Regions from separate parts of the Mus musculus genome. Here regions 1, 2, 4 and 5 are each linked to region 3. Evidence: chromatin contacts called from public Hi-C, Micro-C and promoter capture Hi-C data. All regions are on one chromosome and are shown on one strand. The core of a region is the stretch at or near the end of the contact, and the rest is flanking DNA. Distances in the headings are between cores, read along the strand shown.

What was found. Promoter capture Hi-C pulls out the DNA fragments that hold promoters and counts their contacts. A called contact is a pair of places that touch in the nucleus more often than the background predicts.
Region 1: a contact with region 3 is called in a Hi-C map of B cells, with 5 read pairs. The contact joins the promoter of Ldah here to the promoter of Atad2b in region 3. A contact is called at or near these places in 1 of 39 promoter capture datasets (cranial neural crest) and 1 of 484 Hi-C or Micro-C datasets (B cells).
Region 2: a promoter capture Hi-C map of cranial neural crest shows a contact between it and region 3. The contact joins the promoter of Rhob here to the promoter of Atad2b in region 3. A contact is called at or near these places in 3 of 39 promoter capture datasets (cranial neural crest, maxillary cranial neural crest and pre-B cells).
Region 4: a Micro-C map of embryonic stem cells shows a contact between it and region 3, with 2.6 times the contacts expected there. The contact joins the promoter of Gdf7 here to the promoter of Atad2b in region 3. A contact is called at or near these places in 1 of 39 promoter capture datasets (cranial neural crest) and 1 of 484 Hi-C or Micro-C datasets (embryonic stem cells).
Region 5: a promoter capture Hi-C map of second pharyngeal arch cranial neural crest shows a contact between it and region 3. The contact joins the promoter of Pum2 here to the promoter of Atad2b in region 3. A contact is called at or near these places in 3 of 39 promoter capture datasets (cranial neural crest, pre-B cells and second pharyngeal arch cranial neural crest).

Annotation. Positions count from the first base shown.
Region 1 is chr12:8,206,633-8,210,277 of GRCm38.p6, reverse strand. Ldah (lipid droplet associated hydrolase) reads right to left here and starts at 2,152. Exons shown (of 7, transcript NM_001364261.1): 1 at 2,074-2,152. Gm33037 (a long non-coding RNA gene) reads left to right here and starts at 2,145. Exons shown (of 4, transcript XR_381233.4): 1 at 2,145-2,250.
Region 2 is chr12:8,498,499-8,501,949 of GRCm38.p6, reverse strand. It overlaps Rhob (ras homolog family member B), which reads left to right and starts at 1,941. Exons shown (of 1, transcript NM_007483.3): 1 at 1,941-3,451. The coding sequence starts at 2,318. The coding sequence ends at 2,908.
Region 3 is chr12:4,915,403-4,918,708 of GRCm38.p6, reverse strand. Atad2b (ATPase family, AAA domain containing 2B) reads right to left here and starts at 1,356. Exons shown (of 28, transcript NM_001362349.1): 1 at 788-1,356. The coding sequence starts at 1,000.
Region 4 is chr12:8,299,777-8,303,357 of GRCm38.p6, reverse strand. It overlaps Gdf7 (growth differentiation factor 7), which reads left to right and starts at 1,404. Exons shown (of 2, transcript NM_001312876.1): 1 at 1,404-1,791. The coding sequence starts at 1,425. It also overlaps a transcript of Ldah not described here.
Region 5 is chr12:8,672,531-8,676,215 of GRCm38.p6, reverse strand. It overlaps Pum2 (pumilio RNA-binding family member 2), which reads right to left and starts at 1,957. Exons shown (of 21, transcript NM_001160220.1): 1 at 1,736-1,957.

The DNA.
Region 1 (3,645 bases), core at 903-3,402, 3.3 Mb before region 3:
ACAAACAAACAAACAAACAAACAAACAAACAAATCCCCCAAACCACACACCAAGCTGTCGTGGTTCATGCCTATTTTTCTAGCACTGGGGAGGTAGGAGAAAGATCAGGAGTTCAAAGTCAGTATGGTTTATAGAAGATTTGTCTTAAAAAATAATACAAAACAAAAAACTCGATAAAGTGTAATGCTGATCACAAGAGACAGATTTGCAGAATCTCTCTGTCTGTCTGTCTGTCTGTCTGTCTCTCTCTCACTCACACACACACACACAATTTTAGACTAGTGCTGGGATTCTTCTACTCCAGACTATGACATCCTTGAATATCAGGTTAAGGAGTTGGGAAACCAGTAAGTAATTCTAGAATTATCTTCCAAGGAACATGCGCTGATAGCTGTTACAGTTTAAAAAAATAAAAGGTTCCGGGGGCTGGAGAGATGGCTCAGCGGTTAAGAGCACCAACTGCTCTTCCAAAGGTCCTGAGTTCAAATCTCAGCAACCACATGGTGGCTCACAACCATCTGTAATGAGATCTGATGCCCTCTTCTGGAGTGTCTGAAGATAGCTACAGTGTACTTACATATAGTAAATAAATAAATCTTTAAAAAAAAATAAATAAAAGGTTCCTAGAAAATACAAGGGATTTCATTTATTCTTGGTACATGACATACCACCATAAAACTTAATACCTGAAGATATGTTATATTCTCACAGATTGTGTGGGTTAGAAATTTATAGAGTACAGCACAGGCAGTTTTGGAACAATCCAAAGTAGAGTTAGCTAAGAAAAACTCAACAGCTGGCTTTGACTTGTTCACTGGGACAGGGGTCATCTGGAAGTACCTTTATTGATAAGCTTAACAATGAATGCTCTAAAACAAAAATAGGTTGAACACATAATCTTATATTTAATTCATATTTAATCTTTTCACATGGCCAATTTTAATAGGTTCTTGCAGTGCATGTAGGCTGCCTCCTGAGGTTGAGAACAAAGTTGCCTCACCTCTTAGGACCTCACCTCACTAGTCACATAGCATTAGCTCACAACACACTGATAAGCATATTGACCCTTTATGACACAGGCATACAATACAACGTTTCAGAAAAAGTGACCTGATATTTTGCCCATGATGATCTTAAAAGTCTCTCCTACTAACATTCCAACTTCTTCATCAAAGTAGTTTAGAAAAATGTTGAAGGCACCTGGAATGTAATAGTTTCCCAAAGTAAGAAAGAGCTTGATTAAAATATTCTTCTAAGAAGACAGCAAAGCCCAGAAAAATGTAAGAGCACACTAAAGGTCAGAAGCTACCATAAATATTATATAAGAAACAAGAGCAAGGAATTTAAAAGTAATAATTGAAAGAACAAAACTTATGGGGTGGATTATCAGCAGAGTAGTATCAACAAAGAACGAGATGAGAGAACGTGGATAGATCCACAAAATTTACAAACCTGAATTGGTGGGAAACAGTCTAAAAACTCAGCAGTAGCCCCGGGACTTGTACTACAATGACAAATGACCTAAAATTCATGCAACTAGAGTTTCAGAGAAGGCAATGTGGGGCTAAAACACACGTTTTAAGAAAGAGTATCTGGAAACTTCTCAAAATTGGGAAGGGCATAAATCTACAGATTCAAGAAGCTGAGCTTCTCAAGCTGGGGAAATGTATACTATACTATTAGAAGCCATGCATTTTGTAAAACTAAAATAAAAAAAAAAGTTAAAAGCAGTGAAACAACACATCATATGCAAGGGTAAAGGTAATTTTAATGTCAGCAGATTTCTCAGGAGAATCCACGAGGGACAGTGTCGACCACAGATGCCTGGGGAGCCCCAGCGCAGACTTGGATTTATTTCTAGAAGGCTGGCTGCCAGCGCATTGGCTTATCCTTACCCAGGGAGCCTCTGGCGACCTGGCCACAGGTCGGGCGAGTGTAGTGCCATCGCGTACCGCACGGCCTAGCGGCTGTGCACGCGGGGTGATGGCAGCTCAGTTATCCTAGCACCACCCCATGCGCAGCCCACGTGCCCTTCCTCAGACAAACCACACAGTACTGGCAGCATCACCTCACCTGCCCACTCACAAGGTATTGGGGTCGTCCGCCGACGTCTCGGCAAAGCCTCACCAGACCCGGAAGTTCCGCCTGTACTGACGTCACAGCGCCGCGCCGCGCCGGTCCCGGAAGTCGGGACCCGTAGAACGCTTTGCAAGGATCTCCCGTGTGAGAGTTTGGGTGGCAGCTTGATGGGTAGGTGGTTTATAGTCAGCGAGATTGCTGGGAGCAGCACATAGAGCGTTTCTAGCATACCACCTGAATTTTACCCGCTCTCTGTTCTTTGTCGTTTTGGTAAACGAGTTTTTCCTCTCTTTGGAGGTTCTTTCATTCCCCCCCCCCCCCCCATCTGCCCACTTTTCCTTTCTTCCACCACCAGTTGCTTTTCATTCCTGACTCATGATCACAGGAAAGTTGACTCTCAGCTGACCTTAGTGCTAGTATTCAACTTCATATAGTATTCAGTTTCATATTCAGGATAATGCGACCTTCCAGAGCTATTTCCAGCTTACTACAAACTTCAAGATAGTATCCTCAACACTTGGTACAATTGTAGGCAATCAGTGTATTTCTGTCCCCCAAAATACTGTCGCCAATATGGCAGTATTATAGCCAGAAGAAGCATGGAACTTAGAAAGAAAGAAAAAAAAAACCCATAGTAATTATCACACATGGAAAAGCTTTGCGCTTGTATCCAGCACCTCGGTGATAGTACCAACATCACTTATATTTTAACTTAAAAATCTTTTTGTATATTAGTAGCCTGGAGCCTATGGACGCTGGAAGAGGGCACTGGGTTCCCTGGGACCTGAACCACATAAGCCTATGGGTCACCATGTGGGTGCTGAGAATCAATCCTAAATCCTGTGGAAAAGGAGTTAGTGCTCATAACTACTGAACCAACATCCAACTAGCTGTGGAATGTAAACCGATAAATATCTTCATAACCCTTTTTTATCACTTCTACTTTCCACATCCAATAGGTAACATTTAATGAATATAGAAAAAGATATTCATTGTGTTAAGAGTTTTTCATGAACTAATTTTTAAACCCTTAGCATTTCAGTGTGGTCAGTATTAACAAGTGATCACTAGAGTTTGGAGATATAAATACATAAAAGTAAATGATTATGTTACGGTGACCATAGGATATGTACCAAGTGGTGTCAGTTTTATGTGTGTAAATTTCCTGCCAGTAATGCTGTTAAAGGACTACTGACATATCAAGGGCGTCTTTCTGGGTATCTGTTCCATCCTTCTTTCATCCATAGACTACATGACAGAATGCATTGGTGCAGGATTTCTTTTAATTCTTGGATATGCATCTACGATGTAGCATCTAGGTGATTTATGTTTCTGATTTCACTGAACCTGTGCCAGAAATAACTGAAGCAATTCAGACTTTATAGTTGGCCAGAGATTATTTCTGTTAACTGCAGTGTAAAATGAGGTGCGAAGAAACTGACTTTCCCACAGTTAGTTAGGAGAGCTAGGCTCAGGTTACTTGCAGCAGTTTCTGTATTCTTCATGTTTTCTCTGGGCCATCTACTTTTGGAATATACATGTTCTTACTAAGTTGTCATATTTTTG
Region 2 (3,451 bases), core at 692-3,191, 3.6 Mb before region 3:
TAACACAGCAATCAAAAGGTTTAACTACGAGGAGAAAAATATGTGTAGATAAGATTTTTCCCCTAAAAGGCATGTGTGGGGTGTGTGTGTGCGTGTGTGTGTGTGTGTGTGTGTGTGTGTGCAAAGTGACTTCCTCAACCAATGACAAACCAAACCATGTGACAGTTCCTTAGGTCTGAAAAACTAAAGCAGAGAAAAACAGAGACTGGGCCCTGCAGTGGGGATAATCCAGAATGCAGGGAACACAGCTCTCCCCCACTGATGGAACACTATGGCTTGATCATATCTGTCCAGATACACAGAAACTGTAACATGGGGATTATATGTGAAAACATTGGCTGCTTGTGTTTGGTCTGATTATAGCAGGATCTGATGTTAAGAACTAAAAAGTTCCACTTTTGAAAAACTGGGTTAGCTCCCAAAGTCATTTACCCCTCCCCGTTGTTTTCTCTCTCTGTCTCATTTGGTTGCCCAGACTGCCTAGACTTGGAAGGCCAACCCCTGTGCGTCCTGTGTGGCTGGGTCTACAGGTGGGCAGGCCTACCACTGCACGGACCATTTTTACTGCTTCTTTAGGGCCCAGCATAGTGCTAGGTCTTCATGATGCTCAGGTGGGAGGAAATCCTGGCCCTCGGACAACTCACAGTCCAGAGAGAGAGACAAAGAAATGGGTCATAAGGTCATCATGACATGGTCACTGAGAAAGCTTTCTCTTAGCTGGTACCCCTAGCCTAGCCCTCCATGAGGACCCCACGCAGCAATGTTAAGCCATTTCCCCACTTTCTTTCCTCCTTTTTCTTTGTTCAGTTTCTCTTGGGGGCGGGGTAAGGCCCTCTTTGACGCCCTTTGCAGCTTTCTGTCTTTCCTATTTCTTACAGTGGACTGGCTTAAATCCTTTAAGATAGGAAGAGGTGTCATCTCCTGCAGGAAGTGGTAATTCACGAGTTAAGACCTGGTGTGTATGAAGAAACTCCATCCTCTGTACAGAAACCGTGTGCCCACCGGCAAGTTCCCTGCGAGGCCGCATGCCTGCTTTCCCAGCTTGAAGCTTTTCATCTGCTCCATGAGAGTTGTTGGGATAGATGGGTTTCCTTGCACAGTGTACTTCAAGCAGTTCTCTGGCTTTAGGGCGAGAATCAGATGTAATGTGGTAGGACTGGGTGAAGGTTGCCTGCCCAAGCTGGGTGCTTTCTTTTTCAGCGGAGTGCCCTGCACCTCGCTTTCCTTTGTCCTACAGCTGTGTGTCTCCTAGATTCCTCCCCTTATCTTCTTCACCCGGAGACCTAAGTGTGGGCCTTGAAGAGAAAGCCGAGAGGGGACTCACCCAGGCCCACACAATTTACTGTTAGCCTTTCTCAGTGAAAAGGCTGCCCTGGGTAAGTGTCAGAATTCGGCCCAGAGCACACGAGGGGTTAGTTATCTAAACAAAGTTAAGAAAGAACGAAACCCTTGGCTAGGTAACAAAACCGTGCACCGGTGTCTGTTTAAGTGAAAACAAAACCACGTTAAAGGCGCCGCCCCTCCCCCATGCTTGATCACCCGTAGTTCGCTCGGAAGCTAGATAAAGCTGAAGCCCTGGGAGCAGCCAACGCCCCACAAGAGTGTAGCTCGTCTCGGAACTGCCCACCCAGACCCGGAGGGCTCCAGGCTGCCTGCTCCACGATGTCGCACTCAGAGAGGCTGCGACGAAGGCGGGGACCCGGCGGCCACACAACCCCACGGGGCGGGTCGCCGCGCAGACTCCACAGTCAACGCCTCTCCCAGCCCCGCGGACAGGGCAGTCAATCAAGCTAAGGCGAACCCGCCTTCGGACTGCAGCGGGCGACCAATCGGAGCCAAGCTCCGCAGCGATGAGCTCAGCCCTATGGCTTCCCATTGGGTGGCTATATTAAGAAAGTGGCCGGACTCTTTAAATAGCGGGCGCTAGGGCCGCAGCCCGCATCTGCCACCGCAGTTCGGTTGTCGTCGTCTGCGCCCCTGTACCCTAGGTCTAGAGTGAACCCGCCCCGGGAAAGAAGCTAGGCCGGGTCCGCAGCATCAGCCATCACTTCGCACAAAGCAGCGCAGCTCCGGGACCGCCGAGGACCACAGCGGCGCGGCAGCGGCGCGGCGACACTCAGTGCACCGTATGCCCCTGCGCCCCTGCCGAGGCAACCGGAGCGCCCCGAGAGACCGCGCCGCCGCGGGGTCCAGGTGCAGTTAGCGAGCCTAGCCCGCAGCGCGCAGTCGCGGGAGAGCGGGGAGCGGCAAGCAACAGGGAGCGGGACGGCGGCGAGGCGCTCGCGGGCCCCTCCTGCTGCCCGCGCCCGGCGAGCTCATGGCGGCCATCCGCAAGAAGCTGGTGGTGGTGGGCGACGGCGCGTGCGGCAAGACGTGCCTGCTGATCGTGTTCAGTAAAGACGAATTCCCCGAGGTGTACGTGCCCACCGTGTTCGAGAACTATGTGGCGGACATCGAGGTGGACGGCAAGCAGGTGGAGCTGGCGCTGTGGGACACGGCAGGCCAGGAGGACTACGATCGTTTACGGCCGCTCTCCTATCCGGACACCGACGTCATCCTTATGTGCTTCTCGGTGGACAGCCCGGACTCTCTCGAGAACATCCCCGAGAAGTGGGTGCCCGAGGTAAAGCACTTCTGCCCCAATGTGCCCATCATCCTGGTGGCCAACAAAAAAGACCTGCGCAGCGACGAGCATGTCCGCACGGAGCTGGCCCGCATGAAGCAGGAGCCAGTGCGCACGGATGACGGCCGCGCCATGGCGGTGCGCATCCAAGCCTATGACTACCTCGAGTGCTCGGCCAAGACCAAGGAGGGCGTGCGCGAGGTTTTTGAGACGGCCACGCGCGCCGCGCTGCAGAAGCGCTACGGATCCCAGAATGGCTGCATCAACTGCTGCAAGGTGCTATGAGGGACGCGTCCTGCCTCACGCCCTTGCCAGCGTGGCTCCCCCTCCTTGGCCCGGTCGCCCACGAACCGGGAGAAAGGGAGACCCATGCCCCCAAGGACACCACCAGACTGCCTGACATCTGCTGGTGGCTCTGGCTGGTCACGCTGAGAATTAGCGTGGGCACCGAGCTCCCCCTTCCCAGTGTCTGTGTGTGTCCAGCTGTGTGGCACAGGCCTGGGCACCCTGCTGAGTGCCAAGGGGTTCCTGAGCATCCTTTTCTAAAGAGCCAGGCCTCAAAGTGTGGTTGTGTGTGTGTACGACTCCCTACACCCCACCCGACTCCTGCCCCACCCCCGCCTCTGGTTTCCCCAGGGGCACGCAGAGTGGTTGCGCCCCCAGCAGGTTTGCTTGTAACCAGCAAGCCACTACTGTTGCTCCATGTCTGTAACATAGACCCCTGGAATGGCGGGAGGGGAGGGCTGGGGGGAGGATGGGGCTGTTACATAAATACAGATTTTATTTTCGGAGGCAGAATGGTATTGTTTAGTGGTGTGTGGGGCGACC
Region 3 (3,306 bases), core at 107-2,606:
AAGTTCAGGATCTCAGATCTCATCTCTAAAGAACTAAAGCAACTCTTGCTTCTGCAATTGTACGGACCACAACAACGCTAGTTTGACTTTTGAAAAACATTTCCTTAACAGAAATGTAGAAACCATGTCACGATGGCCATTCGACACGTTTCTTTCTACATACTCCCTTTGTAACTTGAAAGTCCTCTGCTCTCTACAAGAACCTTGGTTAGCTGGCTGGCTCGCCCTACAGCTTACAGCACCGTGTCTGATCTGCCTTGCCTACAGAGGCGTTAAGCGTTGGTTTTGTTTTTAAAGTTGGTGTCAGTGCAGCTACAAACTTTTTTCAGCATCCCTGCCTGCCTGCCTGCCAACTGGAGCTCTGTTCACTTCCTTACCAACTTGAACCACCCCCAAACTAAGTAAACTCAGACAGCGGCAAGAGCTGACACACTTTCAAGAGGGGTTTGACACCGCAGAAAACTTTCACTTCTCTCTTCTCCCCTTCCAAGCCAGGCACTGCAGCCTTAAATTCTTGCTTCCTCTAGAATTCCCTTCTAAAGCCGGGCAAGGACACGGATGGCAGAGCATTCTAATGTCCCCGAAAGGAACCCCAAGAGCCATCTCCCGTGGACTCGAGTGCTGTTCTTTACACAAAAGAACCGGGCCGGCTCAGCTAAGGTGCTGGAGTCGCGGCCCTTCGGCGGCTGCCACCCTCCACCGCACCCGCAAGACGGTCTCCGGCCAGACAAAGCCCGGGCGGCCGGGCCAGCACTTTCAAGCCTCGGCCGTGGGCCGCCGCTCTTACCCGGGCCTCGTCCAGGGCGCCGCCGCTTCCCCCGGCCTTGGCCGCCGGGCAGCTGGCCGCGCGCGTCTTAGAGGAGCGGGTCCGAGAGGAGATGAAATGGCTGCTGCCGCCGGTCGCCCCCGGCTCCGCTCCGGCTCCGGCCCCGGGCCCAGGCCCGGGCCCAGGAGACTTGGACCCGAGAAGGCGCAGAGAGCTCTTCCGGGTGTTCACCATGGTCCAGCCAGGGGGACCGGGTCCACGCCGCGCCCGCCGCTCCCGGGAGAGGCGAGGAAGGCCGGCCCGCCGGCGGGCAGGGGCCAGCGGAGCCTCGCCGGGCCGGCTCGCGTTGCCTCTCCGGGACGCAGGCCCGACAGGCTAGAGCGGAGCAGAAGCCGGCGGCGGCGCGAGGAGGCAGGGAGCGGGAGGCGGAAGCGAGGCTGCAGGCCGGCCGCGCAGACCCTGCGCCCGCTCAGCGGTCCTCAGCGGGAGCCGAGCGGAGCCGCCATGTCTGCCCCTTTCTCTCTCGTTCTCTCTCTATCGAGCTCCGTGCGTCAGGTCTCTGGCGCCGCAGGGCCGACAAGGCCGCTTCTGGACGCGGCCGCTGCGGGGCGCTGCAAGGACGCGCAGCCCTTCCTTCTGCACAGGCCCCGCCTCGACGTGACGTCAGCATCGGCGGGAGGCCTGCGGGGAGGCGCTCTGGGCTGTGAACCCCACAGTGGCCAGCTTTTGCTGCCCTGTCTAGACTGGGGGATGGGCAGAGCCGGCCAGGGCGCAGGATGGGTTTCCGCGTGGAACGTAGTCCGGACCCTTCAACGCCTGGCCAAGACCGAGGACCCCAGATTCCAGACCCCTGCGGTGGCCTGGAGGACGCCAGGAACGGCCGACCAAGCGCGGAGTAGAAGGAATGGAGAGGACGGTGCGGTGCGGAGGGGTTCCAGTTGCCTAGGTACTTTGGGCAAGACCCCTAATGAACTTGGGCTGCACATTGCATGACTGTCCAAATGATAATGGCAATGAATGAAAGAAGTCCCTGCGGTAATCCACGCAAGTTAAACTAAGAAAAAACAACTCTAGGAACTCTGCATCCTTTTTTAAACTCACTATGGAGACCAGGCTAGCCTTGAACTCTGCATTCATCCCAAGCGCCAGGATTAAAGATTTGAACCACTGAACTCAAGTGTTGTTCCCTTTGACTTTAGCCAAGTCTACCGGAGGGATTTTGCAGCATCTTTTATCTCCATCCTACCGGTGTGCAGAATTAAGACAAAACACTTCCAAAGGAAAAAAAGTCAAAGTACTATGTAATTATTAAATTAATGTAATATGGAAAGGTCTGGAATTATAGAGGGAAGAATAAATGTTCATTTCAAAGCATCACAGTTTATCTAAGATAGAGAGCCTAGTCTTTATTTGGGCAGAAATTCCCCTGATTATTACACTAAAAAAGTGAAGAGTGAATAAAGACTAAATAGCTTCATAGTTATAACATTTAGCCATGTAAGACCCCAAACAAAAAATTAATAAGCTTTGTTCAGTCCTCACTATATAGAATGTACAGAGTAGTTGTGTGTATTTATATATATATATATATAAATAAGTAAATAAGTTCAAAGCCAACTTGGTCTACATAGTGAGTTTCAGGACAGGCAGAGCTACATAATGAGACCCTCTGATTCTCAAGAAAGCTCACCAACAAATGGACAAGAGATCAGTAAAGTACAACTGGTGGTAAGAAGCACGAGCCCCTACTTCAAGCAAGGACCTAAGGAACTCCTTTAGAGATACATTCTGAACTACAAAATGAGGGGAAATACATCAAAGAAAGAAAGAAAGAAAGAAAGAAAGAAAGAAAGAAAGAAAGAAAGAAAGAAAGGAAGGAAGAAAGGAAGGAAGAAAGAAAGAAAAGAAAAGAAGGAAGAAAGAAAGAAAGAAAGAAAGAAAGAAGGAAGGAGGGAAGAAAGAAAGAAAGAAAGAAAGAAAGAAAGAAAAGAAGGAAGAAAGAAGGAAGGAAGAAAGAAAGAAAGAAGGAAGAAAGAAAGAAAGAAAGAAAGAGGAAGCAGGCATGGAGAGCATAGGGCACAGCTGTCTGTACTAGAGAAAAAAAATAAGTCAATAAAATACTTTTTAAACTTTATTTAAAACTATATACAAATAAGACTTGGGGATATAGTGTAATGGCAAAACACATGACTATACCGTATAACCCTCTCCCACGCCTGTCAAAGTAGCACAATAAAAAGAAAAAAATTACACCCGTTCAAAAGATACTAAGTTTGCTTCCTTTTAGGAACTACCAAAAGCTAAACCCTAGAGGGAACTTAGGCAGAGTTTTAAACTTCACTTCTGTTTTCAGCATATTTGTCCTATCCAAGGGAAATCAGAACCTCTATTTTGAGAGATTTTAAAAAAAATTATTTAAAAAATTTAAAGAAGCCGGGCGTGGTGGCGCACGCCTTTGATCCCAGCACTCGGGAGGCAGAGGCAGGCGGATTTCTGAGTTCGAGGCCAGCCTGGTCTACAAAGTGAGCTCCAGGACAGCC
Region 4 (3,581 bases), core at 155-2,654, 3.4 Mb before region 3:
CAACAGCAGGAAGGCCCTGAGTAGGGAGGCCAGCAGCACAGACCGTGGTCCAGGTGCACGCGTGCCTGCTATCCAGAGGGCGAGGTGGGAGTATAAGACTCCAACGCGGGAGCCTGGGCTATGTAGTTTATTAGGAAGAGGCTTTTAGATAGCACCTTGACCTGACTCACGGACCGGGCGTGGATTCTGAGTTTGGTATCCAGAACAATGCTAAAGTAATGGATTTGGGGTCCAGGCTTTTAAATCCCTTGGACAGTTGGTCTATTTTCTGGACATTCTTGCTCTGGGGTTTGTCTGAACTAAATCGACACACATGCTGGCGCCTTCCCCCCTCAGAGCAGGAGTGGGGAGGAAGTTAGCCAAACAAAAGTCCCAGCGTCTGTATGCTCAAGAGTCGCCCAGGCATAGACCAGAGGTGGCCCTTTCCACCCATGCTCATAGAGTGCTATAACCATGCTGGCATCCGAGCGCTATTCCATGGCTTTGCAACGCAGCCTCTGGGCTTGTGGTTGCACTCTTGCCTTTTGCTCTGAAGACCTTGAAGAAATGTGGTCACCTGCCCCACTCTCCCCTTTCCCCGGGCAAATTACTTTGCACATTCAAACCCTGAGACCTAATTTGAGTAGGATTCCGCTGGTCCCCGCCTTCCTAATTCATTAAACCCTTTAAGATTTCAGCTCCTGCTTTGGCTCAAGATGCCCACCCAAAGCTTTTCCGGTCCGTGCCCATCTGTACCCTCCAGCCACTCATCCTTCATCACAGATCCTCTCCCTTTCTCTGGCCTCCCACTGTTATCTTCAGAGGGCTGTGGACGGGAGAGGGTGGCATCCAAATGTGTATCGTAAGCATCCCTAGGAACTCCCTAATGAGCATCCATCAAGGGGGCGTACGGCGAGAAAGCTGGATGGGAGGGGCCCAGTCTTGACTTGGCCCGGGTCTGGCATCCCTAGCACTCACAAGATCACGCGGAGGGCGGTGTTTCTCCATGGAGGAGTCGGGAGGAAGCTGGGCGGGTACGCGAGACGCCCCATCTTCCAGCCAAGGAGTGCGCTGAGGTCTTGGGGCGGAGGGGGGTGGGGGCTCGTAGTACCTTCGGGAGGGGAGGCGGGGCACCGCGTTGTGGCAGGAGCCTCGGGCGGATGGCCTTCTCTTGGCAAGGACAAGGACCAGGCACTACAGCAAGGGGAGGCGACTTCTACCCTGCACTGCGCGATAGGCCTGAGTTGGGGGGCTCAGCGCTGCGGGTTGAACGTTCAGCAGGGGGCGCTGCTCCGAGCGCTGGGCGGGGGTGGGGTGGGAGAGGAGGGGGGCAGCGGCTTGCTGCGCACACTTCCCCCATTATTAAACACTATGTTCAAAAGGCGTCGGGGGACTTCCCGGAGCCACGGAGCCCGTGTCGCGCGGCCGGCCGGCCCAAGGAGCCCATGGACCTGAGCGCTGCCGCCGCGCTGTGTCTCTGGCTGCTGAGCGCTTGCCGTCCCCGCGACGGGCTAGAAGCTGCCGCGGTGCTCCGAGCGGCGGGGGCTGGACCAGCCTGGAGCCCCGGGGGCGGCGGCGGCGGGCGGACCCTCGCCCGGGCTCCAGGCCCTTCAGCTCTCCAGGCCGCTGCGGTTCCGGGTCCCCGAGCTGTGCGCCGCGCTGCGGGTTCTGGCTTCAGGAACGGCTCGGTGGTGCCACACCACTTCATGATGTCGCTTTACAGGAGCCTGGCGGGGAGGGCTCCGGTCGCGGCAGCTTCAGGGCACGGGCGTGTGGACACAATCACCGGCTTCACAGACCAAGCAACTCAAGGTACTTTACGCGTCTTCTGCGCACCAGCCCATCCCGTCTACTCTTGACTGGAGACGAGCCGGGGGAGGCAAGCCTCTGCCCGATTCGATCCTGAACTATGATCCCTATAGTTATCCTCAGGTGCTGGAGAGAAAAAGTTGTCTTCGAAGTCATTGTTCACGAACCCCTAAGCCAGTCAAGGCTTGGTCTCCGAGGGCTAAGGGAGTGGGAGCCGCTCTTCAGAACAGGCTGGCAGGTTCCCCTCAAGCCAAGCGGAGCTCAAGATCCGCTTCTTTGGGGGAAGGGTCTAGTGTAGCCTTGGGCCTGGAGCCCTGGGAGAAGAAAGAAGGGCAGGAGTTGTGGCCTTTGAGTTCCCGCCAAGAGGGACGAGAGCAGTGATGGTAGTGCCTTGTGTTCAGCGGGGGACTGGGGACTATACACAAATTGAAGCTCAGGGGAATTCAGGGTAGAGCAGCTGGTATCCAATTAAAGTCATGGCCTCTCGGTATCAGAAGGACCCCTCTCAGGCAGGCCGTTTCGGGTGGATGGTGGCTTGTGTATGGGAAGAGAGTTTGGGTGCCTGCCTTCCTTCTGTGACAGTAGGCCCCAGCAGCCAGAGTCCAGGGCCTCGGCTTGTGTGGGGAGAAAAGGGATGGTTGGAGCTCAAACATCACATTTTACCCTGTGTAGGGCCCTCCAAAGGTAGGATGTGGGTGGGGTTGTGGGGTGGTTGTAGTATGTGTGTGTCATCTGGCTTTTATTAATCTCCATTGAAGTCATTAAAGCAGACAGATAGGGAAAATTTAACTAATTTCAGGCGGAAATGCAAGTAATTTTGGCTTCAATTCTGCCCAGCCAAAGATCTAGCTTGGAAATCAGGAGGGAAAGGAAGGCAAGTAGGGCTGAAAAGTGAGGCTAGGCAGCCTTTGGCAGTCTGCAGGCCTTTGATACCAGCGTGGGAAAACAGGCTGTGGCTACCACGCATCAGCCATCTCAGAAACACACTCAGTGCGCAGCATGTACGCACAGACAGCTTTGTTTCCATACATAGAACTCTCTGGCCCTGACGGTCCTATGGGGGCACTTAGGACCAGCATCTATTTTCCAAGGGTCTGTCATGGCACGCCACACTGACTGGTGGGATCCTTACAGGAAACTCCAATCCCAGTGTGCAGCAGAATCAGGAAAAACTCCTAACCTGTCCCTGCATAGGACGCTCTCAAGCTGCCAACAGTGAGAGGGGCCTAAAGTAACAGAAGCATCCGACTTTGTTAGGGCTGGCTAAGTGTACAAGGTTATAAAACCAGCTAATTCCTTCCGGCGTAGCTCTGCTCCACCAGCAAGACCCAGAGGCGGGCCACCTTTTCTCCCTCCCTCCCTGGGGAGGTAGCAAGGCCGAGGAAGCGGGGTGAGGCGGAGGCTGCAGAGAAGGGTCTTTGAGAGGAAAAGCAGGGACGGGGAATATGGCCCAGGGCCTCTGTCTAGCTTGCTCCCACCAGCTTCAGTTTAGAACAGAGCTGTGGAGGCAGAACAGTACACCCAGACTGTAGACTTAGAACACCAGGGCCTGGCTCCATGGTTGAGAACAAATCCCCAAAGGTGGGGGGAGTTTGCATGGTCTCTCCGATGGGGCAAAACGAAACCATATGACCCCCTTCAAAGGCAACGCCTTATCTGCTCTTTGGTGGAATTTAAACATTTTTTTTTTGTCTGAGTCCACCCCAAAAGAAAAAGGACCCATGACCAGAAATAAAACCCCAAGCCCGAAATAAATCACACCGGAGCAAAAGAATGAGCAAGTCTGCACCGCA
Region 5 (3,685 bases), core at 708-3,207, 3.8 Mb before region 3:
CATACTAAGTTACTTTAAAATTTTGGGCAGGCAACAAAGTAGAGGTAACAAAGTAGAGGTGGAGGACCTACAGCCAGACAACCTGAGTCCCATCCCCAGGACCCACACGGTGGGAGGAGAGAAGTAACTCTCACAATCTGTCCTCTGACCTCCATACACAAGCCACCAACACAGACAAGAAGTTACACAAAAATGTAATATAATTTTAAAGAAAAAATTACTTTAAAATCTTACTAAATATGAACTACCTAAAGGAACTTTAGACTCAAGACAAAGAAATTTTATTAAATCAGCTTAGATTGTCTGAAAATGTTTAAAAGTGCTCCTGGCAAATCCAGTTAAGGTAAATCTGCTAGACTGATAAAATGAGAAAAATAAAATTAAAGCCCTGAATACTGTAGCAAGTTTCTGAAATAAAAAAGTTATTGTAACTTTTTCATGTCGAACAGCTGTGCTCCAAAACATCAAAGACAACCCTACAGAACTTAATCTCTCCCAGAATCATTTTAAAGACATTCTTCAGTTAAAGAACATGCAGACAATTACTTATGACTGGTCACATGATGTAAATCATTTATAAACAGCAGGATATCGGACTAGCAACAGAGGCTTATTATTAACCAATTAAAAATAATCCATCTTTGTATTTTTAACAGGATTCCTGGCCAGAATTCCCTAAACCATCCTCCATTCACCCGGTCACATGGTTAGGAGTCACGAATCTAAGCGGTGAACAAGCTTCAAACACGCCAAGGTAACTCCTTAAAACTGCTTTCGTGACACACTGTATCGTTTCCAGGCACTGCACCCTGCTAAGCATTTAAAAACATTTCTCCTGAAATCATCACAGAAAACCCCTTCCTCCAGATTTCTTTAAATCTGAAAAAAACTATCATAGCATGTCTTCTTTTGTACATAAAACGTCTGAATTCCATTCCCTTCCCCAAAAGTTCAGCTGTTACAGAATAAAAGGCTACGAGGAAAAAGAAGGGTTTCTAAAGCCGTATTCTTGGAAGAAGCACTAACTTTACACGTGTTCGGCCATAAACTCCGCACAGTTTATTTCCCCTCAAATTTGACCGTATTCACAAGCAAAACTAAGGTTCGAATATCTGAAGTCGCTGTTTTGGTCTTCGGCTTTCAAGTTCCTCGTTCTTCGGGTACCGAAGAGATGTTCCCCTAACAAAAAGCACCACGTTCCTTTCTAAGGCACCTGAACAGGTCGAACCCCAGTCCCGATTTTCTTTCACATTCACATCCGTTTGCCAAGGTTTTCCTGGACACTCGCAGGCCAGAGGACCACCCCGCACCCCAACCTAGCGACCCCCGCCCACCCACCCTCGCTCTCATAAACCCACTCCTTCCGCTTCACCCACTTCCACCTCGCACGTTTCTCTGGATTCACCGTGCTTCTTCCAGACTGTGGGCACCGAGGGGCTGGAGGCCGCCTGGCACCCACACGGATCTGGTCACTAAGGCCGGCAAAGGGCGCGGGGCGCGGGAAGGAAGCGGGAAAGCGGCGAGTGCGCCCCCTCCCCCGCCGGCGCACACCCCCTTCCGGCTCCCCTCCCCCGGCATTGTGCGAGCGGGGCCCAGGCCGCGGCCCGCCGCGATCCCCGCCCAGGCCCGACCCGTTCCCGCCCGAGGCCTGCTCCCGCGGAGGCCGCCACACAAAGCCCAGAGCCGGCCCCCGCGGCGCCCACGGACCCGACGAAGCGAGCGCGGGCTGACTTACAGGGCTGCTGCGGCCGCGCTGCCTCAGCCGGGGGACACCGACCGTTGGGCACCGGCGGCGACGCTCTCGGCCGTCCGTCCTCCCCCTCCGCCTCCGGTGGCGGCGACGTCTTCTTTCTCCTCCTCCTACCTCCCTCCCCCCCACCCCACCTCCTTCTTCTCCTCCCCCTCCTCCTCCGAACCACCGAAGTACCGAGGGTGAGGCACAGAGACTCACAACAACATGGCTGCCGCCGCCGCCTCCCCTCCCCTCCCTCCCCCGCCCACCGGCCGCGCGCAAAGCACTGCGGGAGAAAGGGGGGAGCACTCACCCAGCCGCGACGCCTCGCAGTGAAGTGCGTACTTCTCCCGCGCGCCGGGCGCAGGGGGCCGGCCGGGGCTCCGCGCGTGCGCACTGGCGCGGCGCTCTCCTCGCGGGTGAGGCCGCCATCGGGCGTGCACTTCCCGGCCTTTACCTTCTGGGATCAGGGCTGGCCTGCACGCCGGACCTCTGGCGCTCTGCTCCCGGGGCTGGTCACGCGCCTCGTGTGGTGCTGCAAACCCCCGACTTTCTGTGTGAGACTGAATTTATTCATCCACCGCTTCCTCCCGGATATCTCATTGTTCTCCCTAAACTGCCTGTGTGTAAGCACTGCTGCCCATGCACCCCAAAATTGAAGTCTCTTTCCCCCTACTTCCGGTATGCTGGCACCTACAGGAGTTGTAGACCTTAATACAGCCCTACCGCTCAACGTTTATCTCCCCTTTTCCACTCAAATGTTGGAGGTTTAGGGATAAAAAAAAAATGCACCTTGTTATCGTCTACAGTAGGCAAGTGTTACTGACTTCCTGCAATTGATGAGCCAGGGGTACTGGGTAAGCACAAAAGAAACTACCTTGGCTATGTATCAGACTGAATGTTTTCTTATTACCAGTTACAGAATTGTCTTGCCCTTCCTTGAAATCTGCAGGGAACAACAATGGCTCCAAAGATTTGGTCGCAGTCGTTGGGACCACTTTCTATCACACCTCTCTTGGAGAGTTTAGGCCCTCATGGGACAACTTCCTAATTAATGGCTTACCTCCTGGTTTTGACAATCCAGGGCCTTTTAATTAACTCAGTGTCTTCCCTAGGCATCTGTGAGCTCTACCAGGCTAAGGACTGTATGTGCTTTGTTCATGTGATGTATCCTAGTGCCTGTTAAACACAGCTCTTTGGGTTTTCATCATTATAAAGACAGACTGATTTAAAATTTATCTTGCCGGGCGTGGTGGCGCACGCCTTTAATCCCAGCACTTGGGAGTCAGAGGCAGTCGGATTTCTGAGTTCAAGGCCAGCCTGGTCTACAAAGTGAGTTCCAGGACAGCCAGGGCTATACAGAGAAACCCTGTCTCAAAAAACCAAAACCAAAATAAATAAATAAATAAATAAATAAAAATCTTACTGTTGTATCGCTTTGACAGAATACTAAATCAGGTCATTAATAAAGAAAATAAATTTACTTCCCAAGCGTCTGAAGACTAGGAAGTCCAATGCTAAAAGTAGTGGAAAGATCCTTGGGGCTGTGTAATCAATCCCATGATAAAACTCAAAAGGACAAAAGACCAGGAGGGGAGGGCTTGAGCTTGCTTTTATAATAATCTACTCAAAATAACATATACTCCCTAGATAGTGATACTAATTTATGCAGGAGAGCCCTTTGACTTAATCCCACCTCTTTTTAAATATCAATATGCATGTTTGTGTGTGTACAGGTGCACATGTGTGTGCATGGCACGTGGAGGGATGAGGTTGACACTCTCACTGAGATTTTACTGGGCTGGCCGGCCAGTGAGTCCCAGGAATCCTTTTGTCTCTGTCTGCCAGGCATTGTGATTACCTATAGTTGCCACAATTCCCTGTTTTATAAACAGGTTCTGGAACTCAAACCATCTTTGTGCTTGCTCAGTAAACATTATTACCGAATGAGCC